3 separate regions of the Mus musculus genome follow, and all the other regions are linked to region 1. A link is a contact called in public HiChIP or PLAC-seq and promoter capture Hi-C data. All regions are on one chromosome and are shown on one strand. Each heading gives the region's core, a stretch centred on a gene start, on an enhancer-like site or on the middle of the called end of the contact. The rest is flanking DNA. Distances are from core to core; before and after follow the strand shown.

Region 1 (2,700 bases), core at 132-2,631:
TCACTCCAGGACTCACTAGGGAGCCCAGGCTCCTTCCTGAGTGCTGAGATTACATATATGAGCTATAAGACTGGGTAGGAATTTTTATTTTTTAAACATTAACTTGATCATATTATTCCTTCCTTGAAAATTTTACAAAATGCATGTTCCATTAGAAAAAAACATGGCCAGGGACACCAACAGTCTGCCTACAGAAAATAAACCCATATACACGTGAAAAGTTCATCATTATTACTTCATAAGTGAAACAATGTATTTTTTTTTCTGTTTCACTAAGCCAGTGGGTACAGCCAAAGAGACCTGATAATAAATCACTGTGAGAAGTGCAGAAATATTTCTACAAATTATTTCTGGTTCTATAGTATTTGGATAGCATTTCGGAAATATTGGACACGAAAGGGAGTGAAAATTGTCCAATATCTCTGAGCCTCAATTACTGTTTTTGGGTTAAATGGCTACATGAAAGACATATTTAGGAGATAGTAACTGGTAAATAATGGCTTATACTTGCTGTCACCTGATTTTTTTATGCACTTTATATGCTTAACTCATTTAATCCTCGTAATTCTCTAAGTAGTATTATTATCACTGTCATTTTACGCACAAGGAAAGGGTTAAATACCCATAACGGTGAAGTCAGTTAGGAGGACCTCTAGATTACTGTCATTATAGCTACACAGGGGTGACTTGCCCACCACATTGGATAAACACTTCCCACCCCACGCCCATTATTTACCATTAGCTGGTCTTCTCTGATTGCTCTGTGTACATCAAGTCTGACAGAACTGTGGGACACTCAGTCCATCTCTCTTGACAATGTTCCTGTGCCCTAATCGATGTTGTGTACACAGTAATACCGCAGGAAAGGGCCTAACAAATACTATCGTGCCGTTTTATGTGATGCATAGCATAGTTTTAGAGACGTGAAATAATCTTCACGAAACTAAGTCAGACACATAGTAATTATAGTACTCATAGTAAGGTGAGCCAAGCCAGCACGCGCTCTGACCACGCCAAAGAGCTCCAACACTCTTGCACTAGGGGCCGACCTTTCCCGCTTTCCTGCGGTAGAAAGAATCGCCCGGAACCTTTCTTGCGGAGTCTCAGGCAGCCGCCGGGACAACCCAAGGAACACACGGCATTGTGAGTATTAGTGGGTTAGTGATATGCCTGAAATTTCTTGCTCACTTACGTGGTCCCGGAGAGAAAAGCTTTACATTCTTGTACTTTTTGGAGTTCCGACTGACTATGACATTTTTTTCTCCCTCGATAATATTATAGTTGTTTGATTACAAGAGCGTTTAATATTTTTTTTAATTAGGGAGAAATGTGGACAGCTACGTAAAACGAACAAGGAAGGCGGGGGAGGAAAGCGGAAGCCGCGGGGCCTTCTAAGTCCGAAAGTCTCCGGAGCTTGCGCCAGGCTCTTCGCGGCGCCCCCCACTTAGACGCGGGGCTTCTGAGCGGGTGGGGGAGAAGGAACTGTTGCCGGTGCGGAGACCAGGCGGCCAGCGTCTGCAGGGATGAACCTCGAGTTGCTGGGTGAGGAGGGCTTGCCTGCGACTTAGCAAACCCTTCGGTATTGGGAAGGAGGGAACCTGGGCGGGAGGGACCGCAGGCTGCAACCTTAGGGACACTCTTCGGAGATGGTTCATTGAGTGCTCGTGAGGTGGAGTTGCAGCAGCAGGAGTAAGACCAGCTTCTGTCCGAAGAGAATGCATTACTTTTCTGAAACCGCTTTCAGATCAGTTGTGGAGTCATTGAGGCACTTTTTGTCCGAGCTGTGATTTCGAAGATCGCAGGTGCTGAAGTAACAAATCAGACAGGACCAGAGTTTTGGAGATGCAGTCAGAGGAAGAGTGACCTAGGGTGGGTCAATTTTGAAGACCTGTCAGGGGATCCGGTGCCTAGATGGGATTACTCTTGCTGGAAAGGTGTTACTTAACCAGATTTTATTTTAAAAATAAAAAATAAAAAAAAGGTTAAGGGAATAGGTAAGGGTGTTGTAATTCGGCACTAAGTGGCGTAGTTGGCATTTGGAATCCAGTCATCTTGACTGCCCGTTTAAGGTCCTTAACCGTAGGGAGGTGTAGATCCCCGGAAATGTGAACTACACAAGCAGTTGTTTTATTCTCGAGACAGGGTTTCTCTGTATAGCCCTGGCTTCCCTGGAACTCATTTTGTAGACAAGGCTGGCCTCGAACTCAGAAATCCACCTGCCTCTGCCTCCCAAGTGCTGGGATTAAAGGCGTGCGCCACCACCGCCCAGCCAGTCAGTACTCTTAGCCGCTGAGCCATCTCTCCAGCCCACTTACAAAGATAATTTTTAAAGTGTTCTTTGTCTTTATAGCGGCTTTATTGGAGCATGGGTGCATGCTTGTGGATATAATACTGACGAAGTATGAAAGTATGTGAAAGGTGTATCTAAAATAAAAGACACCAATGAGAAAATTTTTAATTTGTTATTTTATGTGTGTGGGTGCTTTGTCTGTATGTATGACTGTGCACCAGTGATGTATGTGCCTGGTGCCCACAGGAGCCAGGAGAGTCAGATTCCCTGAAACTGGAGTTACAAATGGTTTTGAGCTACAATATGGGTGCTGGGAATCATACCTGGGACCTTTGGAAGAGCAGCCAGTGCTCTTAACCACTGAACCATCTCTGCTGCCCCTCAGTGAGATAATTTTTCTGCTATGCCAA
Region 2 (2,700 bases), core at 104-2,603, 570 kb before region 1:
GAGGGCTGCTTGGTCCTAGGGCTTTGTGTCTGTAGAGAGCAAGAGCATCATGGTGAAAAGCATTTCAGCAAAGTGAAACAGATGACATTGTGTTTACAGGCTGCAAGCAAGAAAGACAGAGGGTGGTCAAGTCAAGGTTCCCACATCATGTTAAAGTGCTCACTCCTAATGTCCTAACTTCTACCAGGTCCTGCCTCTTAAATCTTTGGCATATGGGTCCCTAGGGAACATGGAATCCAAACTATAACAGGAAGTAAATCCTAGATATTAATACAAAGATACTGTGCTCTACTTCTGATTTAGGCATTCAGTCTTGAGGCAACTCGAACTACTTTTTTTTTTTTAAGATTTATTTATTTATTATATATGAGTACACTGTAGCTGTCTTCAGACACACCAGAAGAGGGCATCAGATCTCATTACAAATGGTTGTAAGCCACCAGGTGGTTGCTGGGATTTGAACTCCGGGACCTCTGGAAGAGCAGTCAGTGCTCTTAACCACTGAGCCATCTCTCCAGCCTCCCTGCCCCCCCCCCCCGAACTAATTTTATCTTCTATTAAAAACGGAACCTAACACTTAAGCCCAGACTAAAGGCCTTTCAACATAGCACCTTGTTTAGTTCTAGTAATAAGGTAGCCTTGTATCCTACTCTACTCATCATAAAACTGAGGTGCACAGAGGAAACCTAGTTAAGTACTAAGTGGTGGACTTAGAATTTTGAAGCAAGCGTTTTGTCACCAGTCTCCCTCTTAACCATTAATCACCTCTTTCTCTTTGAAATGCTAATATCAGAAATTGAGGTTTTAATGAGTGTTAAGTAGCTCTCAAAGATCAGATTGGGTAGAAGATATTCCTTGTGAACCCAACTCTCTACTTCAGCAGCGTGACTGAGCCCTGGGAGGTTAACGCTGAAGTCAGAGTACAGGATTTCTAAGATTAAGGTCAAATTTTTGAACCTAAGTAATTTCCCTCCAATTCTTAAGTGACGAATCTGCTGCCTATCCCATGAGTCTTGCAATTAGCTGATTTGCAAAATAATCAAGTCAGGAGAAATTAAATCCATTACAGAACCACCTAGTCCACAGAGAACTCTATATAAATCAGGTTATTTGGCAGGGGGTCCAAGATATAACCCAAGCCGAATCTGCAGCTCTGGCGTGGAAGACAGGGGGCGGGCAATCGGCGACCATTTTTGTTTTGCGGCCGTGCGCTCTCAGCGCATCTTGACTAACAGGACCCCATGGAGGAGGCGGGGCCTATCCGGGAGTGGGGCGGGGCTGGGAGGCGTGATGATTCAAATGGACTAATGACTAGGGCGCATCTGACAGGAGTCACCAATGAGCGGGCGTGCTGGGGCGGAGCGCACAAACCCTACGGGGTTTGGTTGCACCGCGGCTTTGGCGCATTTTCGGCTGGTTTGATTCATCCATTTTGAAGAGACGGGGGAGCGGGGGGCTCGTCAGATCCAGGGACCTCAAACCAGCAGCCGCCGACTCTTGAGAAGCCAGCAGCCCGGGGCTCGGCAGCAGCGGCCCCGCCGGCCGGAGCGGGGGGGTGGGGCGCCGAGTGCGCGGGGAGGGGGGTCCTGGTCCTCGGCTCCTCGACTTGGTCGCGCCTCGACAGCGAACATGTCTCGGCCTGTCAGGTCAGTGCGGAGTCCAAGGCCCGGGGCGGGCCGAACGGGCTGGGGTGAGTGGCGAAGGACCTGGGCAACGGGCCTGGAGTCGTGCTCCTGACTACCACGCGCGGCCTTCTGTCGGGGGCCGCGCGCGCCCTTGCGCGTGGGTGCTCGGCGGCGCGCAGGATGGCGGCGGCGCGCACGGGCGCGTCGCCTCCACCCCGCAGGGTCCGGGTCGGCTCCGCGGCCGCCCCCACCTCCGCCATGGCCCTGGCGTGGGCTTGGCGCGCACCAGGCACACCATAGGCCGCACCCCTGGGCCCTGTTGGAGCCTACGGCCGACCCGGGTGCGAACACGGAGGACTCGGTCCTCCAGAGGCTCGCCGGCTTAGCGTTTTGGCGAGCGAGTTGCTTGTGCCCCGCCGCCCGGCCCCGCCTCCATTCTCGGGGTCGCGGCAGGCCCCGCCTCCTAGCCCGGCCTGGGCGGAACCCACGTTTTCCTTTCCCCTTGGGGCAAAAGTGAGTTTTGACACTGAGCCCCGTAAAATAAGGGCCACAGCCTCTCCCCACTTGGGAGTTCTGAACGCATTAACCCCAAGTTTTCTCTTTCCACCGCTTGCAGACAAATGCCCTTCCTCCAGGGACGTGCTTGTTAACCCAAATCCCGTGTGGTTCTCGTTCCCCCTCACCCCGCAGTACGCGTCTCTTGCTACTTCTGTAACCCTCTCTTTCCCCGTGTGACGTTAATCGTAAATGGACTACGATCCACTAGCGATCAGACTTTTATTCACATGGCTTCAAGAAGTTTTCGGTTTCCCCTCACTCGGTGGGCTCCCCTTTAATGCCCTCCAGAGCTGTTGTATAGAATGTGGCTTGGGTGGAGGGTGTGGTTTAGTCCAATCTATTAAGGCCTGAGAGACAGAGGGACAGAGACCGAGACCAAAGTCAATAGATGTTACTTGTAAAGGAGCTTTACCTGGCCCCATTGCCTTTAGTTCTTAACTATTTTTACAGTTATGAATTCATTTCAAGTTTTGGTATCGAAAGTATCCCAATACCAAGGAGAGGTTTGGATCTGGCA
Region 3 (2,700 bases), core at 156-2,655, 650 kb after region 1:
TGTTCCTACCCTCTCTGCCTGGGGATACAGCCCCTCACCCAGCGGTTAGATGATCCTCTCGGCTTCACCCCAAAAGGAACTGAAGCCCGAAGTAACTTATTTGCATACTCGGACCTCCTGCTACTATGAAAAAAACGACTCATTGCTAATTACGTTTTCCTAAAGCTTTTAGGATTAAGAAACCAGTTACTGCCAGACACAAGTAATAAGATGTTGTGGGGGCGTAAACAGTAAAAACTCTTGGTTTCAGGGAAGAAAGAGCTTGTTCCTTGCTCAACAAGTCATGAGGATCAGCTGACCCTCCCCCAGGGCAGCAAGATTCTCCTCCTTAGTGTAACCACTACGCTCTGTGATAGCCACTTGGTCTTTGCATTGTGGATTAAAATGAGAATAAGAAAGTGAACTAAAGACCAGGCATGGTGGTGCATGCCTTTAATCTCTTTGCTGGAGAGGAAGAGACAGAACTAATAAGTTCAAGGCCAGCCTGGTCTACATCGCCAGTTCCAAACAGTCAGGGCTCTGTAGAGAGACCCGGCCTCAAATAAACAAATAAATAGATAAGTAAGAAAAGAAAAAAATAAAAATAAAAAAGGAAGAAAGAAACCAAACTAGTAAGAGATAAATCAGCCAGTACTTGGTTGGAAGGCCGAGGCAGAAAGATTGTGGTTAGTTTGAGGCCAGCCTGAGCTTCATAGTAAAATCTGTTTCAAACAAACAAAATCCTCCCCTTATTACAGTAATTAAAATTAATCAGCCAATATTTTTCAGAGGACAAAAGTCACCAATGTGTTATCCTTCGCCGGATGCTCTACTCTGTGGCTCTTGTTACTGAGGAAATAAGTGAATTGAACGCGCTGTTTCTGAGTTAGTTAACAGTTATCTTCCCACCTGTGACTTCAGCTTGCTAGTAACACCGCGTTTTTCTTTCTGAGGGGTATTTTGTCAAATGGACCCTGAAAGATGTCCAAATTAGATCACAGGCAATGCTAGAGACTTAGAAATCCTAAAGCAGAGGGGACAGGAATGTGTGAGTGATTCAGTTTCACTATGATTCACTAGGGATGATGTGTGTCTTAGCACCAGGCGAGTTGGTTATACAGCACTGCCTACATCGTTTCACTCCAGTCTTCCTACGCCCTTAATAGGAGAAGACCGATACACGTGTCAGATAAGCGGATAATTTGCCTAGCAATCGGATCCATAAAAAAGGGCTCGGGAGAATTCTCGGGTTCTCTTGAAACCCACTCACCTCCCCAGCCATTCCCTTTGACCTAGAGGGTGGGGCGCGGAGTCTCCTAGGAGACCAGAATGAACTGACTGCGCAAGCGTACATCCTAGGTCCGGCTGATGCAACTCGCCGCGTGCGAGCCCCGCTCTACCCCGAGTAAGGAAGCCGACAGGGACCACAGACGCGGCCAATCAGAGGCCACGCACGAGGGTGAGGCAAGTCCGCCTCTCGGGAGGCAAGGGTGGGGGTTCGGCGAATGACGTGAGGCGCCGCTGGGCGGTAGGGAGTAGACGCCCTCGGTCCTCCGTCTCGCCCTGCAGCTTCCGGGTGTGCGGCTGCGGCCATTTTGAGCTTCGCTTCTTTGCGCCCTCGCCTGCCACCCAGCCACCCTTTCCGCCTTGGCGTTTCGCGCCTCCGTGCGGGCCACCGGAAACGCCGCCGTCGTCTCCGTCGCCGCCGCGCGAGGGAGGGTCTTCTCTATGGTGGAGCGATCTCACACGGCCTAGGACGTCTCCTTCCCTAGCCGGGATGGACCTAACCGCGGTCGCCACCGCTTGCGCGGGCCTCTGGGCCGTCCGGTGCAGCACTCGTTGCGGAAGCCGCCGCTCTCTGGGCCTCCTCTGCCGGCGCGGGAATCGGACTGCAGTACCCACTCCGTGGCTGGGCAAGGCGGAGACTGTGTAGACCTCGGATCCAGCCTGCGCTGACGCCGCTGAGCTCTGTCCTCCTCCTGTCTGAGAAGCCGCCAAGGAAAGGAGATGGAGACAGGAACGCACAGGGCCCGGAAGCGGCCTGGCCCTCGGCTGGGCTCCTGGTTCCGGCTGCCCTTCCTTCGGCGATCGCACGCCTGCTCTTCGGAGTTCCCGCCGCCTTCCTCTCGACAAAATCCCGGGAACTCCGCTCTGCCCGAGCGTCGGACCAGGTACTGGACCAAATTGCTTTCTCAGCTCCTTGCCCTGCTCCCTAGCCTATTCCAGAAGCTGCTGCTTTGGAGCCAGCTTTTCGGGGGCCTGATTCCTACCAGATGGCTAGATTTTGCCGCAAGTTACAGCGCCCTGAGAGCTTTGAGAGGACGGGAGGAATCTGCCGCTCCCACGGTGCAGAAGTCTCTGAGTTCACTGCGGCTGGACTCTTCGGAAGACTTGGTTGTCAGTTCTCTTGATTGGCTAGAGGAGGGACTCCAGTGGCAGTGCTCGTCCTCAGACCTGGAGTTAAAACTCAAGGCCCAGGAAAGAGCTTTAGACTCTGCAGCGCCCACTTTCCTCCTGGAGCAGCAGCTGTGGGGAGTGGAGTTGCTGCCCAGTAGCCTTCAAGCTGGTCTAGTCTCCCACCGAGAACTTGACTCTTCATCCTCTGGGCCTCTGAGCGTTCAGAGCTTAGGTAATTTCAAGGTAGTTTCCTATCTCCTGAACCCTTCCTACCTGGACTACCTTCCCCAGTTAGGGCTGCGCTGTCAGAGCAGCGCTGGAGGT

What was found. Promoter capture Hi-C pulls out the DNA fragments that hold promoters and counts their contacts. HiChIP or PLAC-seq counts read pairs in DNA pulled down with a chosen protein or histone mark.
Region 2: a promoter capture Hi-C map of erythroid cells shows a contact between it and region 1, with 6 times the contacts expected there. The contact joins the promoter of Nucks1 here to the promoter of Rbbp5 in region 1. A contact is called at or near these places in 1 of 39 promoter capture datasets (erythroid cells), 3 of 484 Hi-C or Micro-C datasets (CD4 T cells, the G1E-ER4 cell line and embryonic stem cells) and 3 of 115 datasets of contacts at active chromatin or transcription factors (the 230-238 cell line, memory CD8 T cells and neural progenitor cells).
Region 3: an H3K4me3 HiChIP or PLAC-seq map of the SCID.adh cell line shows a contact between it and region 1, with 13 read pairs. The contact joins the promoter of Ppp1r15b here to the promoter of Rbbp5 in region 1. A contact is called at or near these places in 1 of 39 promoter capture datasets (pre-B cells), 4 of 115 datasets of contacts at active chromatin or transcription factors (the SCID.adh cell line, bone marrow-derived macrophages, memory CD8 T cells and 1 more) and 1 of 9 other capture datasets (adipose tissue).

What each region holds. Positions count from the first base shown.
Region 1 is chr1:132,475,986-132,478,685 of GRCm38.p6, forward strand. It overlaps Rbbp5 (retinoblastoma binding protein 5, histone lysine methyltransferase complex subunit), which reads left to right and starts at 1,382. Exons shown (of 14, transcript NM_172517.2): 1 at 1,382-1,542. The coding sequence starts at 1,524. 6030442K20Rik (RIKEN cDNA 6030442K20 gene) reads right to left here and starts at 1,079. Exons shown (of 2, transcript NR_165177.1): 1 at 737-1,079.
Region 2 is chr1:131,909,105-131,911,804 of GRCm38.p6, forward strand. Nucks1 (nuclear casein kinase and cyclin-dependent kinase substrate 1) reads left to right here and starts at 1,354. Exons shown (of 7, transcript NM_175294.3): 1 at 1,354-1,646. The coding sequence starts at 1,630.
Region 3 is chr1:133,129,761-133,132,460 of GRCm38.p6, forward strand. It overlaps Ppp1r15b (protein phosphatase 1, regulatory subunit 15B), which reads left to right and starts at 1,406. Exons shown (of 2, transcript NM_133819.3): 1 at 1,406-2,700. The coding sequence starts at 1,987.